Regions from separate parts of the Rattus norvegicus genome. Here region 1 is linked to region 2. A link is a contact called in public Hi-C data. All regions are on one chromosome and are shown on one strand. Each heading gives the region's core, a stretch centred on a gene start, on an enhancer-like site or on the middle of the called end of the contact. The rest is flanking DNA. Distances are from core to core; before and after follow the strand shown.

Region 1 (3,829 bases), core at 799-3,298, 55 kb after region 2:
GGTTGGAAGCTGGTTCCTGGCTGCGGGAATGGTTCCCACCCTGCACTTCCAACACCCCAAAAGCACCATGTGCTACGACGTATGCTGGCAGCTCTCTGTTGTCACGGGAGGCATGTGTGAAGTGGTGACATTTCATTTCCCTTGTGGGCTGAGACTCCTGAGCCCTGCCCTCACCCTACAGATCCTGCCTAGCTCTGTGAACCCATGGGCACTCATGGCCTCGGAGTTCGGAGTTCGGGGCTACCTAGGTCACCTCTCTTCTCAGGAGGCCTTTGTGGCTTCTAGCCACTGAACCAGCATGTCCTCTGCCATTGCCTGTGGAGCTCCCTCTGGCCTGCCATCTGCTCTCTGCACACCTTGAATGACTCTTGCTGAATTCAGGCACCGCCCCTCCCACTCAGGAGCTGCTGGAATGGCTAACCTTGCCCAGCTGCAGGTCAGAGATGGAGCAGGCATCTATGAAGGCCTGGGCGATGACAGACAGGCAGGCATCGATGTGGTCTGTCTTCTCTATGTCGAAGACAAACTGGGGATTTTTTAAGATGTTCACCCAGAAGCGGAGGGGAAGGCTGTGGGGGCAGGAACAAGGCGGGAGCAGGAGCTCAGTGGAGGGGCCGGGAAGTAGACAATGCTTGGTCCTCACGGCCCCTGCAGCCTCTGGGTATGTCACTCTTCCCCTGCCAGCTAGAGGCCAACCCTCACCCCAGAGAACCTTCCTCCCCTTCGCACGCACGCATCTAGACTCCTGGTTCTCATTAGAAGCCCCCACCCTGCTGCCTGCATCCACGCTCCTCCCCCACTCAGCCTTGCACGAAGAAGGCAGGGCTGACTGTCCTCAGGAGGCCAGAGAGGGTTGGGGACAACCCCCCCTGCTCAACCCTGCAGAGCCTGGGGTGCCTGCTCCCCCACCCCTACCCAGAGCCAAGAGAATCTGCAACTGAATTTGCACAGGCATTTCTGAGGGGCAGACTTAAAAGAGTTTTCGGACTTTCTTGGTGGGGTAGTGTGTGACCCCAGAAATAAGATGGGCCTCAAAGGAAGCTACAGAGTAGGCGTGGGAGTCCCAGCCGATGTGCACTGCCACTTCCCAGTGTGTGCCCTTGGACCCGGATGACTGCTGCTTTCTAGGCCTTCATTTCCCTCTGTATGATGTGGCATGAGGGGGAGCAAAGGCAAGCCCATATGATGCCTTCTGGCTTCACAGAGGGGAAACTGCAGCACTGAGTGCTAAGTCTCTCACCGGACAAATGGCCAAGTAGGAGCTGATTGAAGACAAGAAGCATTCAGGCCAGGCAGGCTCTGCCTTAGCTAAGTGAGGCCATCATTTGCCCTGGTGCCTTGGCTGCCCTGATGCCATCGTACCACTGGCGCCCTAACCTCATGGTGCCCCCCACACCTCCACCCTACCCCACCCCTGGTCACCACCTGTTGGTCTTCCAGATGTGCAAGGTGTCAGGGTCAGAGATGCCTCTCTTCTCCGCCTGTTCCTCTAGGAAGTCAAAGAAATACTTGACGGCCAGCGGGGGCTTATCCTCTCGGATGCTCAGGATAGCCTTGAACAAATCATCCAAGAACTTCTGCAGTGTGCCCTGCAGGGAAGATGTGCGTCACTGGCCCAGCCTCGGAACATCCTTGAGCCTCAAGATTCTTGACTGAGTTTGCCAATGATGCTTTCTTGGAGGGGTGGGGGTGTACTTGGGGAGTGGGGTGGCAGGAAGAATACAGACTTCTCCTTGGAGCACAGGGCCCCCTTTAAGCCCCTCCAGGGGTGGAGATGGAGGTTGGGCCCACCTTGGTGGACAGCAGGCGGGTCAGGTAGATCTCTGGCAACACTTTCTTGCGGTGGCTCTGCCGGTGAGACTTCTTAGGCTCTACCAGCTCATCCGTAGGTAGCACCTGCAAGGTGGGCCAGGTTGGTACCCAAGGGCATCCTCCTCAGTCCTCCCATGGAAGCCTGCCCTGTGCTGCCCCGCACCAGGCCCACCCCTGTTCCTTCACCCACTCTGGCTTTTCCCAGGGCCTAGGAGCATTTTCCTGGAGGCTAAGGGAGGCAGAAAGCCAAAGCCCCGCCCAGCAAAGCCCTGCTCCCCAGGGCCTGAGGCTGGGCACTCACCAAATGGAAATACTTTTCTGTGTCCAAGTCTTTCACTGCAAAAGGGAAATACAGGATAAACAAATGAGGGGGGTGGGGAAGGTAACCCGAGTTGGGGTGGGTGGGGAAGACTAGGGGGAGAGCCAAGATGTGGCTTTCTACTTCAGGCTGGACCCTGGGACCCCCATGGATCTGGGCCTAGGGCCTGTGAGGACGTGGACTAGGGTTGGAGGCAGGGATGTGGCCTGGAGCCCACGGGTCATGCAACCAGCTCTGATCAGGCCATGGCCCAGGCCTCTTGGAAGGGCATGTGCCCTCCTGGGGCCTTGCTGTAGTTGCTGGAAGCAATCAACTTTGCTCCAGCATGGAGGTGGGGACCCCCTCTCCACATCTTAGCTGCCCCCAGCACAGCTCAGAAAGGGCCCAAGAAGGGAGCGCCCTCCACCACGCCTGGACCACCTCCCCAGCTACAAGCCTACTTACCTCGGCCCAGGGTATTGTCCTTCTTGTCTGTGAGGCTCATGGCTAGGGAGGCACCCTCAGGTATCTGACAGAGGAGAGGCTGAGGTTAGAGGTCTGAGGCTAGAGGAGAGGTGGTAGGGCAGCTGGGTCAGTTTAGGTACCTTGTAGTGGGCTAGCGTGTTCAGTTTCTTACGGCCGTCCTCCACCACTGACGTGTCATCCAGGTCCCGGAGGACGTAGCTCTGGGTGCTTGAGGCAAACCATTCTGGAGGAGAAAAGGGGCATCAGGACTACGAAGAGGTGGCCCTAGGGGCAGTCATTAGTCTGGGCCACAGCAAAAGAAACTTCCCATTCTCCTAGAATCAGAAGCAGGCCACAGCCCTCTGGGAGCCCGGCTGTGCACCCCAACTGTCCAGAGTCCAGAGCAGGGCTGGTTCCGAGTGAACTTTAGGAACAATTTCTGGTACAGGGTCTGACCAGGACTCCTACACACCCTTCAAAACCCAACCACCAAGCTCTCTTTGAGACGATTTTCTTGATTGCTTTCTGCTGTTGCCCACAGCTGCAGAAGCAGGGTTTCTTCCTCATGGGGAACCCTGGGGCCTTGACTAACACAGGGAAAGAGGCTGCAGCGGCCAGCTGCCAGGCATGGTGCCCGCCCTTGCCCACCGAGGTCCACGTCCTCCGCCCGCGGCCACTGCGAGTACGGTACATTCTTGCAGAAGGCTTCCAGGATCTTCTCTTTCACCTGCGTCAGCGTGTCAGTGTCCATGGCCCGCACGCTCAGTGAATCCATACCACAGCCCTGGAAGGACACGTTCAGGTTCTGCGCAAGAGAGGGGGTGTCAGCTGAGGGCCATAGTCATCACAAGGCTCAGTCAAGACTGGAGGCCAGGATGGCCCAGCTAAGAGCACCCGCCCACTCCTGGACAAGTGCCCTGCCCCTGGCTCACCCGGGGCTTGGCCTCAATGTTCTCTCTCAGCAGCCACTCCTCATTAAGTGTGTATCGGGCTTTGCCTGTGATGGCGTCGATGGAACCTTTGTTGATCTGCTGCTTGATGGCGCATAACAGCAGGAAGAACGGCTCACCTACTGTTTCCTGTGAGCAGGGATCAGGGGTCAGGGGTCAGGACCTCATCTCACCACTCTCCTCTCTGTGTTCTAGCCTCCAAGCTCTGGGCTGCTGGCACCCCGCACACTGCCTCCTACAGATGCTGATACCTGCTCCCACTCCAGGGTGTCTCCACTGCATCCCAGCCAGGGACCAGCCCTTG
Region 2 (3,428 bases), core at 488-2,987:
ATTGACCCAGAGCACACTTCAGACCTAGGCTTTTCCCCAGCCTTTTCTCTCAGCCTGACTTCTGTACCCCTGCTTCTAGAATGCATAGCGTTCTTCCTCTATTTTGTACTCACTCTTGAGGCCTCCCCAGGTCTGGAAAAGAGGAGTTTGGAGTGGCTATACAAATGCCATCCATATCATGCAGAGTTGGAGGTGTCACAGCTCAGTAGAGCACTGGCTAGTATGCACATGGCTCTGTTTCAATACACAGCACATGAAGAAAAGTAAAGCTACCAATAATTACCTACATGTTTTTAGATCAGATAAGCATTGGGAAGTATTAGATTAGGGCTTTGGGAATTCAGGAGAGAGTTCCTTCTCCTGGAGGAACTTCCTTCTCCTGCCCTACCTAGAAATGCAAGCCTGTAAGGAATACCAACAGGTTTTCAGGATATCTTCCTTGTGTGTAGCTAGAAATAAAGTTACCTTCCCTCTAGATAGTTACCCTTCACACCTAGAGCCTAAGAGTGGCCTGTACCACTCAGCACATGGCCTTTGTGAGTCGTTGAGCACATGTTCAGATAAAGGGAACTGAAACTGTGCTATAACCTTCTATTCATTTCATACCCCACCTTGCATCCCAGAACACTTGAGAATAGACACGATCATATCAAAGCACTGGGTTCTTTGTTAGATGGTATTTCTTTAGTCATTTTACTTGACAAATGAAAATTATGTGTATATTTCTTGTGGGCAGCATATTTAGGAAAGTCATAGAGCTTTGGACTTTAACTGATGTCTTAATCCTTGGCTTTCCTCTCCCCTGGATGCCAGTCATTCAGGACTCAGACTTGTGGATGGAGGGGCCTGGCCTAGAAGGGTACCCCCACTAGATGGCACAGGAGAGCTACTTAGCACTGCCAGCTGCATCTGTTTCCTGCTCCCCACTTCCCACTGTGGAAGTTATTCACAGTCTTGTGACTGACCACTCCGAATAGCACCCTGATTCTGCAGTGTATCAGGGCTGAAGGATGTCAGTGACAGATGTATCAAACTCAAGAGTCCAGTGCTCAGAACCGGAAAGACCCTTGGAAAGGCATCACTTGCTTGCCTGACCACAAAGAAGGTTGCTGAAGCCCATTCATAGGAAGGAAATAGCTCAAGGTCCTGTTGGGTTGAGACCTGAGTCTTTTTCCTACTCTGCCCATTACCAGGGACCTACTTCTTTATGTGTTTCAAGACACAAATCAGGAAGGCAGTTTTTACTTTGTTCACACTAGCTGACTGACCCTTTTACCAGTTCCTCAAGCAAAGCCAAGTACTGGGCACTGCAATGTGCCTGTAACACACACCCCCAGGCCCGCAGCTTTTTGCAGGCTGCAGCAGGAAGAGCCCTTGAGTGACGATGTTCAAGGTCAGCCTAGGTAACATAGTAAGTCTTGTTTCAGAAAGAAAGCCCCTTGCCAGGTCCCTCTCGGGCAGTGCTTTGCCTAATCCTGCTGTCTGCCACTGCTCATGCTTAGACAGGAAGTGTCCTCCCTAGGGTATCTGCTTCAGACTTGGGTAGCTCTTGGCTAAGGGAGATTTAGCTGCCAAACCTCCCCTTTCCACTGTGAACCCCTGGACTAGGGAAGGGGACCAGGGCCAAGAGAAATTCCTGTGTCCCTAGCTTTTGAATAGATCCCGGCCCTGTAGGGTAGAAGGATGAAATCACCCTGTGGCCATCTGTGAGGCAGCCGGAAACTCCCCGTTCTTGTAGCATAGAGGGTGCTTAGCAGTGGCCAAAGGCTGTTGTGCATTCTAAACCATAATGGCTCAGAAGCTGCTGCTCTGGGCATGTGTCAGTGCATTTCACATGAACAACACAGAAAGCACAGCTTGGCAGAGATGTTGCCAGCAAAATACACAGAGGTTCAGTTCCCCTAAGTTCCTTGTGGTACCCAAAAGCAGCAAAAGGCACTTCACTGGCACCAATCTGTCTGACCCTCACAACCTAGAAATCCATGCATCAGAAGTCTCTACCCCTTCGGGAGTCCAAGCAGAGGATACATATTCAGGATTAACATGCAAGTTTACTTTGTAGAGACCAGGCGATTATTCTCTGCCTCCTCCTTCAGAACTGCTTTCCTGAGCTTTTCCCTCCTCTCCCTATGTGCTCTGTGTGTGTGGCACCGTTGAGTTAGCAGAGCTGTCTACTGCTGCCCATCCAAATCAAAGGGAGAAGCATGCAGGCTCTTGTCTGTGTGTCTTGCCTACTCTGCAGATGCCATTGACTGGAATCAGCCTGGCTTGCCTTTCCATTATGAGCAATGTCTGTCTGGCAAGGGGTTCTACTGTAGACTACAGGATCATAGTTCTGTTTTACCTAATCCCAAAATGATTGATGCTCCCAGGACTTCTTTACAGTTCTTTGTAAGGACTAATCCTTGAGATGAAGACAGGCTGAGCCTCGCTGGGTGGCACACCTCCCAAGCACACAATGATGAATCGAGTTTCCCTTCCCCGCTTGCTGGCTCTCTTTTTAGAGCTTGATGTGTCCTACCCCCATCAGCCTGTGGAGAACAAGTAGGCAGCTGACTCTTTCTTATTGCTTTCCCATAGGCCTTCACCAGAGTCCAAGATCTTCGATACCTAGAACTGATCAGCACTATTGAGGTAACTGTTGAAAGCATCTTCTGTCACAGGATGCAGTGGCTAGTAATCCTGAAGACATGGGGATGCCCTGGAGTCTGCTCTGGGGGATGGAGGGGCCACATAGAAGCAACCCTGATTAGTCACTTAGAAGTTGAATAAGACAGAAGGTATGGGTCTCTCTAAGCTTTGGTTCGTTGTTCCTAAGATGGGATCTATACGGTGGTGCTCACCTTTAATTCCAGTACATAAGGCAGAGACAGGTGGATCTCTCAGTTGAAGGCCAGCCTGGTCTACAGAGTGAGTTTCAGGACAACTAGGGCTACACAGAGAAACCCTGTTGCAAAAATCCAAGATGGGGGTCAATCCTTCTCTGGTACTGCTGTAAGGCAGAGTTAGGCTCTTAGAACCTGGTATACCACTCTGGAATGAGTAGCTATTGCCATTCTCCTGGATGTAAGTAATCTGCCAGTGAATAAAGCATTTCCCAAATGTTTCCAACATGGCCTACTAAGGCATCCTCCTGCCCAGAAGGCCTGTGGTAGGCTAAAGAATCTGGTCTGACTGCACCATTTATGGGTGATGGAAGACACTATTTTTAATTTCTGTGTATCTCAGTGCTGTCTGTCTGTAAAAAAGGCATACACATTTCTTTCTCCTGAACAGATTTATTGTGAGGCTAAGGGAATGTGAGACACATTGGAGCTCCCAGAAGGAAGCAGTGAAGAAATTGCAAATGTCTTGCCCCTCCAACTCAGTTGAGCAAAGTAAACACTTATCTATCGTGGGCCTCAGCCTTGTGTGGGGTGGCGAGGGCA

What was found. A called contact is a pair of places that touch in the nucleus more often than the background predicts.
Region 1: a Hi-C map of psoas muscle shows a contact between it and region 2, with 2.8 times the contacts expected there. The contact joins two enhancer-like sites. A contact is called at or near these places in 6 of 12 Hi-C or Micro-C datasets (Schwann cells, frontal cortex, kidney and 3 more).

The regions. Positions count from the first base shown.
Region 1 is chr4:150,677,618-150,681,446 of GRCr8, forward strand. Plxnd1 (plexin D1) reads right to left here. Exons shown (of 36, transcript NM_001395052.2): 26 at 3,508-3,654; 27 at 3,224-3,380; 28 at 2,716-2,819; 29 at 2,576-2,639; 30 at 2,114-2,148; 31 at 1,792-1,896; 32 at 1,426-1,589; 33 at 422-569. Among named protein-coding and RNA genes, the nearest start is that of H1f8, 14 kb to the left of the region's middle. Within about 2 kb of position 2,049, at least 26 of the 93 cell types and tissues checked have an H3K27ac peak or open chromatin away from gene starts, as enhancers often do.
Region 2 is chr4:150,622,789-150,626,216 of GRCr8, forward strand. Ift122 (intraflagellar transport 122) reads left to right here. Exons shown (of 29, transcript NM_001309521.1): 16 at 2,581-2,634. Among named protein-coding and RNA genes, the nearest start is that of Rho, 29 kb to the right of the region's middle. Within about 2 kb of position 1,738, at least 18 of the 93 cell types and tissues checked have an H3K27ac peak or open chromatin away from gene starts, as enhancers often do.